4 separate regions of the Sus scrofa genome follow, and regions 2, 3 and 4 are each linked to region 1. Evidence: chromatin contacts called from public HiChIP or PLAC-seq data. All regions are on one chromosome and are shown on one strand. The core of a region is the stretch at or near the end of the contact, and the rest is flanking DNA. Distances in the headings are between cores, read along the strand shown. Region 1 has its middle 120 kb from the start of BTG1. Region 2 has its middle 88 kb from the start of BTG1. Region 3 overlaps LOC110260821 (a long non-coding RNA gene). Region 4 overlaps LOC102159120 (a long non-coding RNA gene).

What was found. HiChIP or PLAC-seq counts read pairs in DNA pulled down with a chosen protein or histone mark.
Region 2: a contact with region 1 is called in an H3K27ac HiChIP or PLAC-seq map of alveolar macrophages. The contact joins two enhancer-like sites. A contact is called at or near these places in 1 of 47 Hi-C or Micro-C datasets (epiblast stem cells) and 1 of 2 datasets of contacts at active chromatin or transcription factors (alveolar macrophages).
Region 3: a contact with region 1 is called in an H3K27ac HiChIP or PLAC-seq map of alveolar macrophages. The contact joins two enhancer-like sites. A contact is called at or near these places in 2 of 47 Hi-C or Micro-C datasets (epiblast stem cells and heart right ventricle) and 1 of 2 datasets of contacts at active chromatin or transcription factors (alveolar macrophages).
Region 4: an H3K27ac HiChIP or PLAC-seq map of alveolar macrophages shows a contact between it and region 1. The contact joins two enhancer-like sites. A contact is called at or near these places in 1 of 47 Hi-C or Micro-C datasets (embryonic fibroblasts) and 1 of 2 datasets of contacts at active chromatin or transcription factors (alveolar macrophages).

The regions. Positions count from the first base shown.
Region 1 is chr5:90,692,038-90,694,919 of Sscrofa11.1, reverse strand. No RefSeq gene overlaps it. Among named protein-coding and RNA genes, the nearest start is that of BTG1, 120 kb to the left of the region's middle. Within about 2 kb of position 1,384, at least 16 of the 83 cell types and tissues checked have an H3K27ac peak or open chromatin away from gene starts, as enhancers often do. A contact at or near this core is called in alveolar macrophages, where this site is marked.
Region 2 is chr5:90,901,379-90,904,506 of Sscrofa11.1, reverse strand. No RefSeq gene overlaps it. Among named protein-coding and RNA genes, the nearest start is that of BTG1, 88 kb to the right of the region's middle. Within about 2 kb of position 1,531, at least 19 of the 83 cell types and tissues checked have an H3K27ac peak or open chromatin away from gene starts, as enhancers often do. A contact at or near this core is called in alveolar macrophages, where this site is marked.
Region 3 is chr5:90,437,020-90,440,246 of Sscrofa11.1, reverse strand. LOC110260821 (a long non-coding RNA gene) reads right to left here. Exons shown (of 3, transcript XR_002344330.1): 1 at 2,694-3,227. Among named protein-coding and RNA genes, the nearest start is that of PLEKHG7, 130 kb to the right of the region's middle. Within about 2 kb of position 1,541, at least 20 of the 83 cell types and tissues checked have an H3K27ac peak or open chromatin away from gene starts, as enhancers often do. A contact at or near this core is called in alveolar macrophages, where this site is marked.
Region 4 is chr5:90,933,984-90,936,787 of Sscrofa11.1, reverse strand. All of the region lies in intron 1 of LOC102159120 (a long non-coding RNA gene), which reads right to left. Among named protein-coding and RNA genes, the nearest start is that of BTG1, 120 kb to the right of the region's middle. Within about 2 kb of position 1,452, at least 7 of the 83 cell types and tissues checked have an H3K27ac peak or open chromatin away from gene starts, as enhancers often do. A contact at or near this core is called in alveolar macrophages, where this site is marked.

The sequences.
Region 1 (2,882 bases), core at 135-2,634:
CTGTCTTTCAAGATCTTCCATGAGCTCCCTCCAGCCCGCTTTCTAGGCCCAAATTCCCTCACTCTCCCTCCCAGCTCTATGCGCACAGGGCACCTAAACAGGTCTACTTGCTCCACGTTGGTGTCCTTCACCTGCTCTCCTCTCAGCCTGGCACGCTCTTCCCCTCCCAGCCGTTGCACCCGCGGCAGCACTGTCTGCCCCATGAAACCCTCCATCATCCTGTAAGATCCAGATCTTCGTCTCAGAAACCTTCTCTGGCCTCCGAATCAGGGCTGTGCCCTTCTACTGTTGAGCCTCCACTGTGACAGGTGTAGCACTTATTGTGCTATTTTCACAATGCTTTGTTCACATTACTTGTACTTTTATCAGTAGTTCTCAAAGCATGGTCCGAAGGACAAGTGCCTCAAAAATATCTGCCTATAAGAAGGGCAGATGCCTTGTTTCCCTTGGAAATCGGCATTCCTGGGACTTCCTGGGCGATTAGAGTCGAGAACCTCTGGACTGGGCTGTAAACTCCTCCAGGGTGGGCATTGTCTACCAGGACGTGGCAGTAATGAGTGAATAAGAATATCTCATCGCTTTTCAGCCACAGGGGAGCTTCTGTCGCTCTTACTGTTTGTCACATTTTACGAACACAGCTCAGAGTCCCGTTAGTCCCGTTCCCCACCGCATCTATCCCAGATCTTAGCCCGGGGCCCTGGGGCATGGCCGGCACTAAATAAATGCCTTTCCACGGATGGCAGGAAACTATGACCTGCAGAAGCTTTGAGCGCTGTGCAGCTGGGCAGAGATGCAGCCAAAGTATCAACAAGATGAGCACAAGGCCTGCTCAGTTACCCAGGAGGAGGCACTAAGTCAGACCAAAAGCAGAGCTGGCAATTCTCTGATGTTCCTTTGTAGAAATCCTTGATGTGGGCTGTGAAATGTCAAATCCAGATTTGATTAAGCCGAACTCCAAATCCCCAAGGCAAGTGTGTATCCACGATCTTAATGTAATTATTGGAGCCAACGCCGTCTGTTACTTTCAAAAGGGCTGAGCTAGCACCCCATCCATTGATACCGACTCCTACAAAATGAAGCCTGCAATTGATTCAGCACATCCCAGGCCGATAATGCCTAGAAAAGCTTGATCTGGTTCCTTCCTGAACGTTGAAGTATTAAATTAAACCAAAAAAGAAAAAAAAAGTTCTGATCTACTCTAAAGCCAGAAGAAAGAGCGGGTCCCAAAGGCTATAGCAGAAATCAACGTTCTGTTTCTCTGGCTTAGTGCTAGACTGTTGTCTCTTTGGAAGTTTCCACTTCCTTCTTCAAATGATAACCTATCACTTTTCAGTTAACCCATACTCTGAGTTTTTAAAGGCCAGCCAATAAACGACACGAGCTGTTCTAAGGGCTGTGGGCTTCTGGCTGAAGGATTCAGTATATACAAGTGGAAACTTGGCTTCCTCTGCTTACACATACACTTTAAGCGATGGGCAAAAAAAAGTCAAGCCAGAACCGAGTCTCAAACCGAAGTAGGCACTTCGGGATCTATCAAATTAAACCCAAATGCCACAGCTTCACTGAAGCAGACCTGATTTCACTACCGCGTTCTCAGAGGGAAGAGGGGTGGGGGCAGCTACTCCCAAGCTCCACCCCAAGCCAGAGCTCCACTTTGTTCTGTGAAATTCAGAACACATTTGTTCCCTTTTTTTCCCCTTCAAAATCTACTCCTGCCCTTACGTAGGGTCTGGCTGGAGCTAAAATCATAAGCACCAAAGACAGCAGGGGAAAGGCCGCTTTATTGTGAAATCCAGTCTGAGTAAAAGCAAAACGGATCAGCATCTTTTGACCTTAAGCCAGTGGCGAAGTCTGACAAATCATGGCTGAGGGAACTTGGAAAAGGTCTGATGAGCTGTCAAGCCACGGACAATTTAGCGATTTTCTTGTCACCCCCTATAGACGCAATTCTGAAGTTTCCAAATTCCGGAAACTTCCTAAAGCAGGACCGACAAATCTGAGAAGACACAAGTCTCCTGGTGACCCTAGAACCAACCTCATGTTTCTGAGAGTCTTGAGATCAGAGGAGACCAGTTACCTAGAGGCAAGAATGGATTCTGTTGGAGCCGCCTGTATCAGACTCGCCACAAGAGAAAGATAATTTCTAGGCCAACACAGAGTATGGGGGTGGGGCGAAGCAAAGGGATTTTTCTCCTCCTTTTGGTTCTTATATCAAGAGCTAATCCCACACATGGCAGTGACATTAAGGCAGGAGTCTTGGCATCAGCTGCCAGTGGGATACCTGGTTTAAACAGAAAGCACTCTTTTGGACGCAAGGTACATTACAGAGTTCCTGCCTTTTAGGGACTCCCTTGCCTAAAAGCACCCATTGTCTCACTCTCTCTTGACTTACATGTGACTCCAAACTCACATAAACCCATTCCAGCTTGCCCTCACCAACTCTTCCCATCTCCCAGCAGGTCCGCCATGCATGCCACCCTTCAGACCAAGGGTTGGCAAACTTTTCCTGTAAAAAGCCACAGAGTAAATTGTTCAGGGTTGCAGGCCGTAAGGTCTTTTCATAACTATTCAACTCTGCTGTGGTAGAATGAAAGCATTCATAAACAGTAGTGTAAATGAATGAGCCAGGCTATATTTCAATAAAACTTTACTCCAAAAAACAAGTGGCAGCCTAGATTTAGTCCCTAGGCTATAAGTTTGCTCGCTCCTGTTTTCAACAGACCAAATTTATTCCTTTGTAGGTGCTGGTTTCTTCTGCCTGGGGTCTTTTGTCCTTTTCTCTCAGCTCAAATATATTAATTCATTAAAATTCATTATGTATTGGAAGGCTGTCAGATGCCAGATTTGTCCTAATATCTAGAGATGAAACAGTGAAAAAAAGA
Region 2 (3,128 bases), core at 282-2,781, 210 kb before region 1:
CTCAAGAAAATAAAATACTTTAAAACAAAGAACAGGAGTTCCCATTGTGGCTCAGCAGTAGTGAACTGACTAGTGTCCATGAGGATGCAGGTTTGATCCCTGGCCTCAGTAGTGGATTACGGATCCAGTGTTGCTGTGAGCTGTGGTGGAGGTCGTGGTGGACACAGCTCAGCTCTGGCGTGGCTGTGGCTGTGGCACAGGCTGGCAGCTGCAGCTCCAATTCAACCCCTAGCCCCCTAGCCTGGGAACTTCCCTATGCTGTGGGGAAAAAAAAAAAAAAAATCTATAAATAAATAAAACAAAGAACAAATTAGAAATTGCATCCACTGTCATATTCTGGCTTTGTTTCTACCCGCCCTTTCTTTCTTTCTTTCTTTCATTCAACAAGGATTCATAGAACTTCCCTTTGACTAAGCACTGGAATAGAAAATAAAAGATGAGTAAGTTACACATAGCCCCCACCCAGAGCTGCTCATCTCTTAGTGAGAGTGACACACATAAACAAATACTTATGCTCTAAGGGCTACATAAAGACACAGCCTTATTGGAGCCCAAAATGCTGAGCTGTCTAGCATTGGGGGATTTGAAACAGTCTTTGCAGGGGAGGTGACATTTAACCTGCGTCTTAAAATATGAGTAAGAGTTGGCTAGGTGGCAGGATGGGAGTTGCGTGTGTATTTCAGAGAGGATGAAGCATTTGCTTTGACTGAAGCAGAGTGTGCACAGGGATGGATGGAGAGGTGGTGGAAGAGGCAAGGTAGGGGCCAGCCTTTCATGGCCCATATTCCATGCTGAGGTTTTCCAACCTTACTGCACGTGCAATGGAAAGCCACCAGAGATTCCTAACAAAGAAAGATTTTCAGGGCGTTCCCATGGTGGCACAATAAAAATGAATCTGACTAGTATCCATGAGGATGTGGGTTCGATCCCTGGCCTTGCTCAATTGGTTAAGGATCTGGTGTTGCCATGAGCTGAGGTATAGGCTACATACAAGGCTAGGATCCCGGGTTACGGTGGTTGTGGCGTAGGCCAGCGGCTGCAGCTCCTATTTGAGCCCTAGCCCGGGAACTTCCATATGCCGCAGGTGCTGCCCTAAAAAACAAACAAACAAACAAACAAACAAACATAAAAGATTTTCATACAAATGAGGTGGCACCACAGAGGAAAGATGAGAAGGTCCAGTTAGAGCGAGTACGTTACATGGCTCCACTCAATGACACCTGCTCCCTAACCAGGCCAAGCCGAGTTTCCGTACAAGGTGGATCTCATAAGTTACGTATCCTCTGTTTGTAATCACTATCCCATTCGTCTTTATTTATCTCCTCCTATCAGTCAGTCAATCAATCATTTCATCATTCAACAGACATTCGCTGAGCCCTTCTAAAATGTCAGGCACTGTGTGGGGCTGGCAATTAGCAGCACCTTCGAAGGACAGTGCTGAACGAACCGTGGCAAAGCTTACAGTCTAGCAGGGCTGACGGATCTGTTTAAATAGAAGCAACCGCAGGATGTGCAATGAGAACGATGGTGGGAAGTGATGGGGGTTTCCCTGAGGAAGTGACGGCGAGCTTGTGACCTGAAGGATGAGTAAGTCTAGCCAAAGCCCATGCGTTGGAGTAGAAGGGGGAAGAGGCAGACAGAGCTCAGCAAATGGGAAAGAGCCAAAGGCAGGAGAAAGCACGGCACCTGGGAGGAAGTGAAAGGCAGTCCCCCTGCCTGGAAATTCCACCAAGCTGGAGAGATGGGCTGTTCTCCAGCCTCACCACATACACACTGACCCCTCTGCGGGACTGTGGGAGCGGAGGTACATGCGTGTGTGAGGAGGGTTTTGAGGAGGCTCATCATTTCACGCCACTGTATTCACCTAGTGCTCAGGCAGGAGCTCTTATCTACATTTGCTGCTCATCTGCATCTTTAGAAATGGAAAACCGGAGGACAGAGAAAGATCTTAGAAACCATCCAGAACGGCACTTCTCAAGGTGTGCCCTGTGGACCGACCATGGCGTCCCTGAAGATGAGACCAGAAACCTGCCTTTTTTCATAAGCATCTTAGGGGATTCTTCAGTACCATCAAGATGGAAAACCACCAGGCCAGCTCAGCTGCCCCCATTTCCAAGTGAGCACATGAAGGAGTGAAGTACCGCCTTGTCCAAGGCGGCATCTTAACCTCAGCACGCCTGACATGTTGGACCACGTAATCCTTTGTTGTTGGGGGCTGTCCTAGGCCCTGTGGGACAGTTAGGAGCATCCCTGGCCATTATCAACCAGATGCCACCAACAGCCCTGCCGCTGCATCAACCAAAAATGTCTCCAGCCAGAGCCAACCATTCACTGGGGGACAAAGGCACCCTTGATTGAGATCCACTGTGCCAAGTCATCAGAGGCAGAGGCAGAGGCAGAGGCAGGGCAGTACTCAAGAGTCTGGATTCACAGCCCAGCCACCTTCCTGTGTCTACTGGATCCTCTTTGGCTGTGAGAAGCGGAGGAGAGGCCGGGTGCCCTGGGCCATCAACGCCAGGGGGTTAGCGCAGAGCTGAGGCCAGCACAGAGGACAGCATTGCTTTCTTCCGGGAAGCTGGGACATTACTTCTGGCTTTTTCCACGATTTCTTGTGAAGTTAGTCATTGCTATTTCTATTTCTCCACCTGTTTAAACCTGGATCTTCCAGGAGAACTGGCAGGATTTGGGTTGGCAACATCTTGGAAACCCACACAGAAAGGTGCCATCCAAAAAGCTTTTTTAACTGAGACTGATTTAAAGGTAGCCCTGTGTAGGAACCAAGAGTGTCGTGTTCTAATTTTAGCACTGTGCCAGGAAGAGGAGTGTGGTGGTGAGCAGTGGAAAAGGGAGCAGGAAATGCTGCTGCTGGTTCCCAGCTCCATTCCAAACTACCTTTGTGGTCTTTTGCAAATCACTTTGGCTTTCTGGTCTAGGAGACATTTCCTGTCAGATAAAGGCATGAAAATAGGTCACTACATCTAGGCTTGGACTCACCCTGAGCCCTCTGCCCAAGAGGACCTACCACTGGTCCTTCCAAACCCAAACTCTACCTTGTCTCCAAAATCCAGCTCAGCCATGATTCTTCATTTTCTTTAGCTACAATGCTGTTGTGGTTCCTCGTTCTCAAG
Region 3 (3,227 bases), core at 292-2,791, 250 kb after region 1:
AGTGGTTAACGAATCCGACTAGGAACCATGAGGTTGCAGGTTCGATCCCTGGCCTTGCGTAGGCGTTGCTGTGAGCTATGGTGTAGGTTGCAGATGCAGCTTGGATCTGGTGTTGCTCTGTGGCTGTGGCGTAGGCCAGTGGCTACAGCTCCAATTAGACCCCTAGCCTGGGAACCTCCATATGCTGCAGGTGCAGCCCTAGAAAAGACAGAAAGACCAAAAAAAGAGATATGCCCTACCTAGACTATCTCCAATATCAGTGATGACTCTTAATTATGGTTAGTGTGTAAACTGGTTATCTCTGACTGTGTAACAAATCATTCCAAAATGTAACTGCTTCTGGAAGTTCCTGCTGTGGCTCAGGGGTTAACAAACCCAACTAGCATCCATGAGGACATGGGTTTGATCCCTGGCCTTGCTCAGTGGGTCAAGGATCCAGCGTTGCCATGAGCTGTGGTGTATGTTGCAGACACAGCTCGGATCCTGCGTTGCTGTGGCTCTGGCATAAGCTGGCAGCCACAGCTCCAACTGGACCCCTAGCCTGGGAACCTCCATATGCCGCAGGTATGGCCCCAAAAAAGACAAAAAAAAAAAAAATGTAACTGCTTCAAACAACACTTATCATGTCACAGTTTGAAACAATTAGAAGTTTGATGTGTATCTGAGTTTAGAGAATAATAGGTAATATTTATTAAGCACTAACTCTATGCCAGACTATTTCAGCAGCTGTATGTATTTATTTGTTTAATCTTCAGAACACCCTGTGGTGGTTACTCGTATTAACCTACCCTACAAATGCAAAAAAATGGGCATCGTGAGGTTGCCTAACTCAATGAAGGTCATACGGCCAATAAAAAGCAGGCCTGGGATTCAGACCCAGGCAGTCCAGCTCCAGAGGCCAAACTCCTAACCTCTAACAGACTGCTTACAAAGATAGGAAAAATAACAACAATCTACTCTTTGAAGATGAAGCTAATACAGTGAAGGCTCCCCCTCTCATCACTGTCATATATAGGTTACTTCATCTCCCCAAGACAGATGATTAGATTTGCAGAGACCTATCGTCCCAATGAGCATGACGGCTGCCCGTATTTGATGGTGAAATCAGTGGCCATGGGTCTGGTTTTCACGAATTAGCTCAAAGGAGTTCCAACCTATAACCTTAATAGTATTTGAACCAATGGACCAAACTGAATCTTATTCCATGTAAAAGATAAAGGATGCATTCATTAATGTAAAAACTGCAACCAGATCTACTGATAAAATGCCTAAACTCCTAGGAGGAAACAGTACCTACCCTCTCAGACCAAACAAAGACTAAAGGTGCTGGCAAGCCATTTAAAAAAGCCAATCTCCTATAAATGAGGGTCTTTATTCCTACCCTTCCCCTCCAAGAAACAGGAAAATCTCTCTCTCTCATTCTCACGGATATTTTGCACTAGAGGAAGCAAGTGCATGTTTTTTCGATCAAACCAAACAGGGTGGTAGGAACAATGGGTCTTGAGCAAGGAGGACTGAGTTCACGCCGCCAACTTGCTGACTCACTGACACAGCTCTTCACCACTCCTGGCAGCAACTTCCTCATTACAATAGCAAAAAATAACGAGAAATTCCCTGAGTGTAAAAAATCGACGATCCCTAGAAATGCATATACAATTGCCACTTCTTTTATTCAGGTGATAGATGCTATCATGCTTTGTAAGAGTCTGCTTATTAGCTACACAAGATTAAAAAATCTCACAAAACAGGATATGAGAATGTATCATTTATCAGAGGCCAGAGACAATGTCAGTTCTGAGAAAGACAGCAGCATTCAAAAACCCAAGACCTGCAGAGAGTTTCTCATTACTCTACTCTGTCACATGGCAGGGGAGTACAATACTAGATGACAACACAGATTCCACCTCCCTGCCCCCCTCCCACTACGTATTGGTCATGGAACTGGGGAGGGGGGCCCTGGTCACAAGGGACGTCTGAGAGCAGCAGCTGCTGAGGAAGTCAGAGCCCATCTTCCTACTTCGACTCATGGATATATGGAGCCAAATATGTTTTTGTTTAAGTTTTGTTATGAGAACTGCAGTGACGGGGATGAAGTCTATTAAGTAATAGGGAAAGAAGAATATGAGAAATAGAACCCTGCTGACATGACAAGTAGGAAGGGTTAGAGGCGGCTCGGGAAACGGGGATCACCACTGAGACTCCACGTCTGACGTAAGGGAAACATCAGTGCCCAGGGAGCGGGTGTACCTCGTACCTAACTGAACGATTCTAGGTAAGTCATCCTACCCCCTGTTTATGAAATGAGGAGGTTTTCTAACCGAGTCCTTAGCACAGTGGTGTCTCATGGAAAAACCAGGTGGGTGGAGAGAGACACAAACCCACGAGGGTCCTGCTCTCAACTCCCCACTTCCTCTTCCGACACAACCACTTTTGCTTTTCCCTGTTTTACACTGAAGTTGAACAAAAAAAAAAAAAAAAAAAAAAAAAAAAAAGTTTATTTTTTAACTTGTGCTATTTTAAAGAATAAAGTGTTTGAAAACACCTAGGCTGGATGACCTCAAACATTTCCAACTCTTTCCATGAGTCTACCCACATATTAACAAATAAGCAGGCATTCACTTGCTATCTCAATTCGTTTTCACACTCCTAGCAAACATCTCAGGGTAAATTCACAGCCATTCTTTGAATCTGACCTGTTTTTCCTCTTGTTCAGCTGTGGATTCTGCAGTTCCTTGACAAACACTTCTAAGTTATAAAAATCACCATCTCTCTCCACTAGAAAATGAAGTTGTCCACCACGTCTTCTGGCCATAAAACTGATGTGACTTTTTCTATCAACTTCCTCAACTCATTATTCCCCTTCTGCTTCACCACGTTCATAATGATGATGGTTATTATTCATGAGGGCATGGCAGAATCCCTGGGTGAGCATCCCTACCACCACACCTCAGCCTTTCCATCTCCGCTACCTGAGCAGAGCTTGGCAGCACCCTTCCCCATGGTCCGTCAAAATGTTGCCACTCTCTGATGAGTCCAGACTAGTCTTCTGTTTCCTTGGCAACCCAAAATACTTCACACAGTTAACAGAATCTTCTTTTGGGTAGGAAAGCAAAAGGCCTCCACGTGCTGGGAAAAGTTCAGATACGGGAGAAGAGACGATAAAGCCAAATTAAAGTAAAATGAGTAAACAGCAAAACAGTCTTCGTGCCTAGAATAAAATGAGAGAC
Region 4 (2,804 bases), core at 203-2,702, 240 kb before region 1:
AGCTTAAAAGATTACATGAGAATAAGGGGTCAGCACCCTATCTGTATGCCCCCTCGGACCAGGAGTCTGCAGGCAGTGGGACAGCTGGCCCTCGTTCCAGAGCCCCGCTGAGGAGGAGAGGAACTGAGGACTCAGGAACAGCTTGAAGGCAGCCAGAGATGAGACGGTGTCTGCTGGATGGGCCCCAGGCCTGTCTATGACCTAGCAGCCCGGCCTACCCAGCTGCAGCTCTCACCATGCAGCCCCTCAAACTCCAGAAGGAACTGCTTCTGGTGTCTCTCATACGTCACAGTGCGTCTCCACTTGGTGCCTCTGAATCGAGAGTTCCCTGGAGTGCACTGCAGGCTGGAATCCCCATTTTATTGTCCGCTCAAGTCCCAGCGTAGACGTAATGTCCTCCAAGGAGCTCTCACTGAACCCCTGAACTGGGATTAGAGGGTCTCTCCTGAGACATCTGCTTTGTATTTCCTACTGTCAAGATCATCGCTCTTGGTTACAACTGTCTTTTTATTTATCTAGAACCTCTGCTCAGTTATAACCCCTGTGAAGTTAGGGACTGTGTCTTGTTCCCTGCTCCCTATTTTCCCCCAAGTAACACATGCCATACCTGGTATACAGCAGATGCTCAAAGAACCCCTTTTGAACAAATGAATAATCAGTTTTACTTTGGTGGCAGGGACAGCGGAGCCTAAGGACATGAAAATGGCACCTAATAAATAATAAAGTAAGCATTTACTTAAAAAACATCGTATAGAAATCACACAATATTTCCACTACCTGGTTATTTATATGCCACCTACCATGTACCAGACATTTTATTTGCAAAGTTATTGTTAGTATTAAATTAGATAATGCATATATTGATGTTTAATAAATAGTACCTGATATTATTGTATTACTTAAGTTTCCCTAAACCCTGTGATGTGAGTATTTATGATCCGCCTGTTGAGGAAACTGAGCCTCAGAAAGGGTTAAAGTGACTTGATTGAAAATGGCAACATCAAGACGCTAAATAGTAACTGCCTGACTCTAAGATTCAAGAATTTCCCTCTAGAAAATGGCTTGCCTATGAAACGAAAGGGAGGGAGGAACAAACGAACAAATGAAAAAGGAAAGGAGTGAGGAAATAAGAAAGAAAGAGAATTGAGATGATTTTTCTTTTAACCCTACTGAACCTTTTTTATCCTTGCAAAATTCTTCAAACAATATGATGGCATTGCTTTCCATGTAGTACCCAAGCTCCGTCTGCTACAGTTACGATTTATGAAGACATATTATAAAAATGCTCAGAATTCCTGATCTAACTGAGCTGTGACATTGCTTGGACATAAAATCAGCGAGAAGCTCTGTCCCCACCGGCTCGTCTTGCCACTGTGTCCTCAGGGGGCACATCCTGCATCTGCGGGTGTTGTCCTGACTCTGGTCTCTCTGGCTGGCTGGTGTGAGTCACCGCGTCCTTGGGGAGGACGATGAGTCAGAATGCTTAACCAAGTACTTTGGCAAATTGAAATTAAGGATCTATAGGAAGGGTCATAAAAGTTTGTGGGGAAGTAGAGGAGGATGCACCATCAATTAGATGTTTAAACCTGGTATACAAACAGCCTTTCTCCAGAAATAACAAACAGCAAAAACAGGAGTTCCTGTCATGGCGCAGAGGAAATGAATCCGACTAGGAACCATGAGGTTGCGGGTTCAACCCCTGGCCTCGCTCAGTGGGTTAAGGATCCGGTGTTGCCGTGAACTGTGGTGTAGATGGCTGGCAGATGTGGCTCGGATCTGGCGTGGCTGTGGCTGTGGTGCAGGCCGGCAGCTACAGCTCCAATTGAACCCCTAGCCTGGGAACCTCCATATGCGGCAAACGTGGCCCTGAAAAGACAAAAGGACAAAAAAGAAAAAAAAAAAAAAAGATAGCATCTAAACACTGTCTAATACCTAGTGGCTGCAGGAAATCCATCAGCCAGATCAAGACCATTTCTATTTGCCTCCAGAAAGAGAAAACCACTAACTGAGAAGATGCCTCCCTATCAACAATATAATACAGAGAACTCAGAAAGACTCTAGTGGGGGGTCTCATAATTTCTTCTGGAAAGTTCTTGAATGACACAAAGATAACAGCATCGGGTATAACCATCCTGGTCAGCCTATACAACTACACTTCCTCCTTAGGTGAACACACACGAGGTGCCAAGCATTATACTAAACCCTAGGATTCAACTGTAAACGAAACAAAAATGATATCTGCCCTCATGGACCTTATAGCCTGATATGAAAGCAGATAATTAAATAATCACAGAAATACATAGATGAATGTAAACTATTATATTCCTTTGAAAGAAAATAATCAATTTTTTAAAAAATTATTATATGATAAGCACATTTTAGGAAAGAAGTGTAATTGAACTTTTGACTATAATAACTGAAAAGTTACTCATAAATCCCAAATCACAAAGCTTGCTGGGTTGATGAAGATAAAATTATTTCTAAATGTAGGCTTGTCCAATAAGAGAGGCTACTTTCAGAGTTCCCAGTGTGGCACAATGGGATCAGTGGCACCTTGGGAGCAATGGGATGCAGGTTTGATACCTGGCCAAGCACAGTGCGTTAAGGGTCTGGTGTTGCTGCAGCTGCAGCTTAGGTCCTGACTGTGGCTTGGATCTGATCCTTTGCCAGGGAACTCCATATGCTGTGGGGTGGCCAAAACTGAAAGAAAGAAGGAAGGAAGGAAGGAAGGAAGGAAGGAAGGAAGGAAGGAAGGAAGGAAGGGAGAGAGAGAGAGAGAGAGAGAGAGAGAAAGAAAGAAAGAA